Regions from separate parts of the Sus scrofa genome. Here regions 1 and 3 are each linked to region 2. The links are chromatin contacts, called in public HiChIP or PLAC-seq maps. All regions are on one chromosome and are shown on one strand. Each heading gives the region's core, a stretch centred on a gene start, on an enhancer-like site or on the middle of the called end of the contact. The rest is flanking DNA. Distances are from core to core; before and after follow the strand shown. Region 1 holds the start of C10H9orf153. Region 2 holds the start of NAA35 (N-alpha-acetyltransferase 35, NatC auxiliary subunit). Region 3 holds the start of GOLM1 (Golgi membrane protein 1).

Region 1 (2,700 bases), core at 29-2,528, 240 kb before region 2:
CAGGAATAGAGTCTGAGCTGCATCTGTGACATACACCACAACTGCAGCAATGCTGGAACCTTAACCCGTTTCCAAGCCAGGGACAGAACCTGAGCCACTGCAGAGAAAATACTGGGTCCTTAACCCACTGTACCACAGTAGGAACTCCCTCCCCACTGCTTTAAATCATCCCTGGATTACTTACAATACCCAATGCAGTATAAATGTTATGTAAATAGTTATAAGTACAATGCAAGTGTGATACATAAATGTTGGGGCAAAGCAAATTCAAGTTTTGATTTTTGAAACTTTCTGAAGTCTTTTGCCCCAATATATTCTAACTGCTATTGGTTGAATCTGTAGATGAAGAGCTTAAGGATAGAGAGTTGAGGAGTTCCCGTTGTGGCGCAGTGGTTACCAAATCCAACTGGGAACCATGAGGTTTCGGGTTCGATCCCTGCCCTTGCTCGGTGGGTTAATGATCAGCCGTGAGCTGTGGTGTAGGTCGCAGACACGGCTTGGATCCCGCATTGCTGTGGCTGTGGTGTAGGCCAGCAGCTACAGCTCCGATTAGACCTAGAAAAGGCAAAAAAAAAAAAAAAAGACTTGACTGTGAGAAAGAAATGTACTGGTTCTGTCTCTGGAGAACACTTGATTCTTTTCACCAATAGATTCTCCTCCGGGGAAATGGTCCTTTGGCAGAGTTTTCAGTGATTGCTCTAGGAGACTTCTGAGCAGGGAGCCTTTTGAGGGTGAGGGCAGAGTCCGGAGCATGACCTCGAGGCCCATGTAGAGAGTTAGGATGAGCAACCCGATCTCCTGGGCAGATGTGAACTGCCTTGGCATGTCCTTTGCACTTTGCTCATGTCTATAGAAGGAAAGACTTGAATGAATACAAATTATATGCAGGCGTGCCCGTCGTGGCTCAGGGGAAACAAATGTGACTAGCATCCATGAGGATGCAGGTCCCGAATTGCTGTGGCTGTGGTGTAGGCCAGAGACTGTAGCTCCAATTCGACCCCTAGCCTGGGAACTTCCATGTGCCACGGGTATGGCCCTAAAAGAAAAGAAAAAAAAAAAAAAAAAAACCTGCATTCACAATTCAGCTATTTAATGTTCCCCGTTTTTAAAAAATGTCCTGGAGTTCCCATCATGGCTCAGTGGAAATGAATCCAACTAGGAATCATGAGGTTGCAGGTTCGATCCCTGGCCTTGCTCAGTGGGTTAAGGATCTTGCGTGGCTTGAGCTGTGGTGTAGGTCGCAGACGCGGTTCGGATCCCCCATTGCTATGGCTATGGCGTAGGCCAGCAGCTGCAGCTCCAATTCGACCCCTAGCCTGGGAACCTCCATATGCCAAGGGTGTGGCCCTAAAAGGACAAAAAAAAAAAGGTCCTTCCATCCTTCACCCTCCACTCATCACCCTCATGCAGGAAGATAATCCCCTGACCTTTGGTGTCACATAGCTGTTCATGTGACCTTGAGGTTGTCCGTATGTCACAATGAACAGTTACTCATCTACTCAGCTCTTCCTAAGCATTGGCATGTGCCAGGTTCCGGGCTCCGCCCCTGGTCTACAGGGTGAATGAGACCTGCCCTTCTCCCCACCCCCCGCCCAACCCTCACCGCCAGGGTGTACAAATTCACAGAAGAGCCGGCCGCGTAAATGGAGGCTTGTAAGACAAGTGGTAAGTGCAGGGCTTGATCACCCACAGAGCGTAATGAGAGCAGAGAAAAGTGAAAATGAAGCCAGTCTGGGCTTGGCAAGGCAGGGTGGGGTGAGGTGGGAGATGACAGCTGCGTCCACGTCTGTGAATTGGGTCCAGAGACTTGACTTTCCTTCCAGGCAGGGGGCGATAGGAAGCTGGCCCTGCTGGTCAGGGCTGCTCCCGCATGGTCTCCCTCCTCATTTGGGGCCTTCCCCACCAGCAGCCCTATGCTCCCTCCACCTCTGCTTGTCCCACCAAACCCACCTCACCTGCCATCCTTTCTCCCGCTCCCCGAATCCAGCCTTGGGAGTTGCAACCTTGGGAGAGATGAGGCTCTGAACAAGGACAACGTCCAAAAATGCTAGAGTGCTGCTTCTCCCCTTTTCCAGAGCCAGCTCACAGGGACAAGGTGGCCCCTGGGCCAAAACTGAATGGTGGGGAGTTCTTGTGGTGGTGCAGCAGAAACAAATCTGACTAGGAACCATGAGGTTGGAAGTTCGATCCCTGGCCTTGCTCAGTGGGTTAAGGGTCTGGCATTGCCGTGAGCTGTGGTGTAGGTCACAGATACGGGTCAGATCTGGCGTTGCTGTGCCTGTGGTGTAGGCCAGCAGCTGTCGCTCCAATTTGACCCCTAACCTGAGAACTTCCATATGCCACGGGTGTGGCCCTGAGAAAAAAAAACCCGAATGGTGGAAATGAGTGAACCAGCCACCCTGGCTCCCATCCAAAGCCACCAGGTGTTACCTCCTCCTCCTGCCTTAGCTGGCCTGGCAGTTCTCAAGGCCACTGAGCATCGACACAGTGAAGGTCCCGTGCAGGTCCAGGTCCCTGAAGACTATCTGCAGAGCACAGAGGGGTCCGCACAGGCAGTTCCCTTGGATGGACCTGTGCTGATTCTGATCTGCCCACCCTCTCCAACCCCTGCTGCTCCCCACTCAGCATCTTTCCGTCCTTTCCGTTGTACGTGCTGCCCCACATTGCAGGGGGCCAACACATAGGCCAACTGTGGTGTGG
Region 2 (2,926 bases), core at 180-2,679:
TGTCTTTGGGGCAACAGAATTCCTATTTCCGCAGTTTGAAATTATTGCTATGTACTCTCAAACTTATTAAAGTTAGAACATGTTAACAGAAGAAACTGCCTCAATGTCTGTATTTCATGATATATATAAACTGGCTTCAAACAAAAGTTAAAATCAGAAAATAGAGAATGAGTGTGGTTAACAAGCTCAATAAACCGCACTTACCTGTTGATTTTCTTTTTCATTTACTGCTACAGTTTAGAAATCACAATCCACATTTCATTGCACCCTTTCTCAAATTTTGAACTTCTATTTCAAAACTTCAAACTCACCTCGACAAGCTTCTTCAAAATCTTGGGTTATGTCCACCCAGTTCGTATTGCTTTTTTCCATCTTTTCTGGTGTACTGAGCTCCCATCCTGAATCATCATCTTCTACAGAAGCTTTCATAACCATTATGCCTATAAAATTAATACTGGTGTAAAAGAGAGGATGTAGCTTTCAGGACAAGGGTACTGGCAAACCATGTGTGTCTGTTTAAGTACTGGATGAAAGTCTTACTAAACTGTCTGGGCAGAGCTCTTTTGAGTTTGTGGACGGTACTGTAAAAAATTACCTTAATGCAATTAAATTTCACGTTAATTAACACTACTGGTCCACCATCTACGAGGGCTCATAAACAAGTTTGCCTATTTCATAAGAAAAATCACAAACCATCCCAGCACTGGCCCAAAGAGAACCAACTCCACTGTTTCCAACTTTCAACGCTGGCCACAAATAACCAAGGCACTCTTCAAGGTCCCCTCTCGCAGCCCAAGACCCCATGCGGCAACCACTCAAGTCAAGGGGGTCCCTCCCCTACCGGAGCTTGCTGGATCAACCTCTCTCCGCTCGGCAGGACCCCAGCATGGCCTGTCCGGGGGGCACCGCACAAGGGAGCGCACCACGGGGTCCCAGCCATCGGGCTTAGGGCGGAGGTGCACCTGAAGCGGGGACCCGGCTCACCCGGGTCAGCCCGGCCCGGTCCCAAAGGCACGGAAGCAAGGACAGAGCTGCCGTCGCGCGGGAGGACGGGCATGCCCGGTGCCAGGTCGTCGCCCGGTAACACTGTGTAAGGCCGGGCCCTCGGCGGACACTGGGGAGCCCGTAGCTCCTACCTGAAGCGCGGCGGGAGGGCCGGGGCCGCAGGGTGACCTGGAGTCCCCCGGGTCTGCCACACGCGCGAGGGGCTGCGGCTGTCGGACACGGGTAGGAGGAAGTCTCAAGGGCTCCGCACGGTGGTTCCTACCTACTTCTCCCGTGGCCACTCGCGCCGCCACACAGTCCGAACCGCGGAAATAAAGACGCCGCCTCGGCTACTGCCGCCGCCGCCGCCGCCGCCGCCCCCTCCCCTCTCAGCCCAGCCCGACCATCCGCGTGCGCGCATGCGTACGCCCAGTGCGCGCGACCCCGCCTCCTCTCCCTCACGCCAGGGGACTTCGCGCTCCCGGCCACACCCCCTTCCTAGCCACTGCCGTCATTCGGCCGTTGGAGGCCATCTTCTCTTCTCGCGAGATTAGAGGCAATCGCAAGACCGGAAGCTATCTTCCTCCTCCAGCCTTGGGCAGCGACCTGGTTAGTGGGTGGGTCCCAGTAAGGGGCGGAGCCTGGGGACCCAGAGCCCGCCCCGCCTCGTCCCGCGCAGCTCCCTGGGAAATTCTTAGAAAGGTGAAGAGAATCAGGAGGAAGGAGTGGAAGTAGGTGTGGACCCTTGATGTTGGGGCTGTGAATGAAGAGCTCAGCTCTGAAAGCTCCGTCGAGTTGGTTTTGCCTGACACTTGATTTATGTTTCCTAGAGAATCTGGGGAGTTCATGAGGAAGAATGGAAACAAAATATCAGCAGAATCAAGTCATTTTCTTTTAGACCCATTACATGGTTTAAAGCTTTCCTAAAATTAGTAAAATGATCATTTTTAAAGTGCAATTAAATAAGTAGACTACTACGGGTAGGAAACAAAATGCATCTTTACCACCACGTTGCCAATAAAATGGCTAAAGTTTAAGAGATGATACCCAATGTTGAGGACACAGAACAGTTGGAGCTCCAATTTGCTGGAGCTGGAACTCAGATGTTGCTGATGGGGAATGCAAAAGGATACAACCTCTTTGATAAACAGTTCATCTTTTACTATAAAATTAATCATGCACTTACAAGACCAAGCCATTGGTCCACACAAAAACTTGTACATTAATTTTTGTAGCTTTAAAGACCAAAAACTGGCAACAACCTTAATGAGCAGATAAACAACTTGTGGCATATCCATACGATGATGTGTAATTATTCATATAATGAATAGTAGTTATTGACAAACAGGGATGAGTACTTGACATGCAAAAATATGAATCTCAAAAAAATTCTGAGCAAAGGAAATCATTATGGGAGTTCCTGTTGTGGCTCAGGAGGTTAAGAACCTGACTAGTTTCTATGAGGATGTGGGTTCGATTGCTAGCCTCACTCAGTGGGTTAAGGAACCGGTGTTGCCATGAGCTGTGGTGTATGTTGCAGACATCACTCGGATCCTGCATTGCTGTGGCTGTGGTATAGGATGGTAGCTGCAGCTCCAAATTTGACCCCTAGCCCGGGAACTTCCTTGTGCTGCAGGTTCTGCCCTAAAGAGGGAAAAAAAAAAATCAGTATGAGCAAAAGACTAGACTATAATTTTATATGTAATTTTTAAAAAGACAAATTTAATCTGTAATGACAGAAAACAGAGCAGTGACTGCCAGAGCGGGAGGAGGTGTGAGGCAGGATTAATTGGAATATGGCTAAGTGATTGGAAGGGATGGAAATGTTCAAATCTTGATCATGGTAGTGGTTATATGGCTAAATTCATTTGTAAAAGTTCAGTGAAGTACACACACGTGTGCATTTTACTGCGTGCAAATCAAACTTCAATAAAGTTGACTT
Region 3 (2,700 bases), core at 103-2,602, 210 kb before region 2:
GCCCAACCAAGGCTATATCCCTTGGAGAGCAGGAGATAAGTGCCTGTATGGAAATCAGGTGCCATTAGCTAGTAAGGGAAAGGATGCTGAACAGACAAAACCGGTGCCACTGCCACCAACCCCCGTTGGCCCCGTGCACATTGTTTAATCAACATCTCTCCAGCAGAATTTTTAAAGTCAGCAACTGATTACATCAAACCCTCTGGGTGAGAAGACTTGAGAAAATAGAAGAGAGCTTTATAAAGAATGTAAATCCTTTTACATATGCACTATTGCATATATAAGTATTGTCTCTTCAAAGAACTTCAAAAGAATGTCTTAAAAATTCTCAATTTCGTCACGAAGATTCTTATAAAGCTTGAAAAGGGCTGATTCTCTTTCAGTGAAGATGTAGTTAATGTAGCCAGCTTCCCTAGTACCTAGACATATGGACCTCTCCCATAAAGTGCTTAAGAATTACTGACTTCATCACTAATTAGCTGTTGATAAATGAGCAACACTAATGGAGACCTACTTAGAGGCAAATGAGATGGAAGTTACAGTCCACAATCTAAGAAGGCACAACATTACTAGGAGAGCCAAAAGGGGCAATGAGGGAAATTACTGTTCTTGTCCCAAAGCCCTGATTTTGGACACTGAAGGTCAGCAGAAGATCAGCACCAAGAGCTTCAAGTCAAACCCTCAGAAAAGCCAGGTCTCAGGGGCAACAACACACTCTCAGCTTTTGAACACCTGGTGTGACCAGCTGGCAGTCTAACAACAGGTAATGAAAACATCATATTGGACTCTACAGAATATGACTCCAAAGGGGTCATTATTGCCAGCTCATTATTCAGGTAAAAGATTTTGGCTCATAAAGATACTCATCCTGAAGTTAAGGAGACCCATGCTCAGGTGGTACTAAAGCATCTTGGTCACCATTTTCAAGATAAGCCTGTTTGGGTGGAAAACAATTTTGGCTGTGAGCATCCCCTCAGGAGCATGTCCCTTTTTCTTCGGCATTGGGATTTGGGACAGGTGAGCCAAGGGGCTCTTTTCCCAGGCACCAGAGCCAGGTAGATTCAAAAAGAGCTGATTCTAGGGAAATGATTTCAATCCTGGCCATATGTTAGAACTATCAGGGAAACCTTCAAACAAAAATACCAATGCTCAGGCTCAGAACTCCAGAGGTGGGACCCTGGCAATACTCTAAGAGCTCCCAGATAATTCTAACGTCTGACTAGCGCTGTGAGGGTTAAGAACCACTGCTTTAGAATTTTCTAGTATCGTTATTCCATCGGTCATTAGTCCGTGCCATCATCCTCTCAGGCAGGTGTGGCTCAACAACGCTTCTCAAACTTCCGTGTGCCGAAGGGGCAGCAGGGCAGTGTTTACAAATCAGACTCCCAGTCTCCGTCTGCAGGGAGTTCTAGAGACTCCCGCTTGCGCAGCGCCCAGCAATCTTCGTTTTATCTGGGGCTTGCGCTCGGAGGGTCGCAAACCGACAAATTAGCGCTGAGAGGTAACAGCCGTGGGGAGGTCAGGGCTACATGGGAAGGGCTGGTGGAAGAGAAAGGCACACTGGTGAGGAGATTCCCTAGAGACCCGTCTTTCCTCGGTCCCTCTACGCTGGGCGGTTTGGCCCGGGACCACTGAAAAAGGAGACGTGAGCGCGGCCAGGAGTGCGGCGCTGGGTGTGGTCGTCTCTGGGTTCCGGAAAATTCCTTCGGGGCGGGGGTGGGCCGCGGGGGTAGGATGCGGGGTGGGGTGGGTAGGTGGTCTCGCTGGGTCCCTTCCCTCCGCCGCCGCTTCCCACCCTACGCCCGTCCTTCGGAAGCATCGGCACCGCGCAACTCTGCTCTCGAACCGCGTCCCGAAGACACGCCGGGAGCCACTGCAAGGGGTTGGGAAGGGGCGGCGGGAGGGGGCGCGCCGGGATTGTTCGGCTCCCGCCGAGGGGCGGCCGCGGGCCCGGGTGCGCGCACCGTGGGGCCGGCGTCCGGGCGCAGCCCCGGCCTCGCCTCCTCCTCGCGCTCGCGGCGCCGCCTCCCTCCCTGCGCCGGCGGCGCTGCCCGGGGGCGGGGTCTCGCGGCTGCGGAGGCCGGAGACGCGGCGGCGCTGGGCGCCGCGCGGGGCACTGGGCTCGGAGCAGGCGGGAAGCGAGAGGCCGGCGGCGGCGGCGGCGGGAGGGCGGCTCGGGCGGCCTGGAAGCCGGGTCCCGCAGCACCAAGGGGCCGCCAGAGCTTCGGCCAGAGGTGAGTGGGCGGCGCGCGTGCCCCGCGTGCCCTCTGGCAGCCTTCTCTCTCCTTGTCCCTCCTCGGTTCCGGGCCCGCGCTGAAGGACCCCGCGCCGGGCCCCGGAGACACCCCCCCGGCTGGCACCTGGGCCGCAGCCTTTTACTGAAATCGGTTCGGGGTGGGCTCTGCATCTCCCCGCTCCAGAGCTTCCTTCCCGGGACCGCCCCGACCCGCTGGGCTGCCCTGCGGAGGCCGGTCTGGGGAGATGCGGGGCCTCGCTTTTTGTTCTTAGCTGTGTCACGCGCGTCGGGATCCAAAGTCGAAAGCGTGCATCCCCAAAGTCGCGCTAGGACCAGCGGTGCGGGCGTGATTGACGCGCGGGGAGGGCGGGCTGGCTCCGCCGCTCATCTTCTTCTCTTTCCCCTCCGCCCCGGGCGCGCTCGGGCCGCCGCGGTGCCCACGTTGGCAGCGGTCGCGCCCTGGC

Evidence for each region. HiChIP or PLAC-seq counts read pairs in DNA pulled down with a chosen protein or histone mark.
Region 1: a contact with region 2 is called in an H3K27ac HiChIP or PLAC-seq map of alveolar macrophages. The contact joins the promoter of C10H9orf153 here to the promoter of NAA35 in region 2. A contact is called at or near these places in 4 of 47 Hi-C or Micro-C datasets (alveolar macrophages, embryonic fibroblasts, psoas muscle and 1 more) and 1 of 2 datasets of contacts at active chromatin or transcription factors (alveolar macrophages).
Region 3: a contact with region 2 is called in an H3K27ac HiChIP or PLAC-seq map of alveolar macrophages. The contact joins the promoter of GOLM1 here to the promoter of NAA35 in region 2. A contact is called at or near these places in 1 of 47 Hi-C or Micro-C datasets (embryonic fibroblasts) and 1 of 2 datasets of contacts at active chromatin or transcription factors (alveolar macrophages).

The regions. Positions count from the first base shown.
Region 1 is chr10:29,084,060-29,086,759 of Sscrofa11.1, forward strand. C10H9orf153 reads left to right here and starts at 1,279. Exons shown (of 4, transcript XM_021064633.1): 1 at 1,279-2,700.
Region 2 is chr10:29,321,280-29,324,205 of Sscrofa11.1, forward strand. NAA35 (N-alpha-acetyltransferase 35, NatC auxiliary subunit) reads right to left here and starts at 1,430. Exons shown (of 23, transcript XM_021064637.1): 1 at 1,268-1,430; 2 at 312-440. The coding sequence starts at 435.
Region 3 is chr10:29,116,226-29,118,925 of Sscrofa11.1, forward strand. GOLM1 (Golgi membrane protein 1) reads left to right here and starts at 1,353. Exons shown (of 10, transcript XM_021064635.1): 1 at 1,353-1,501.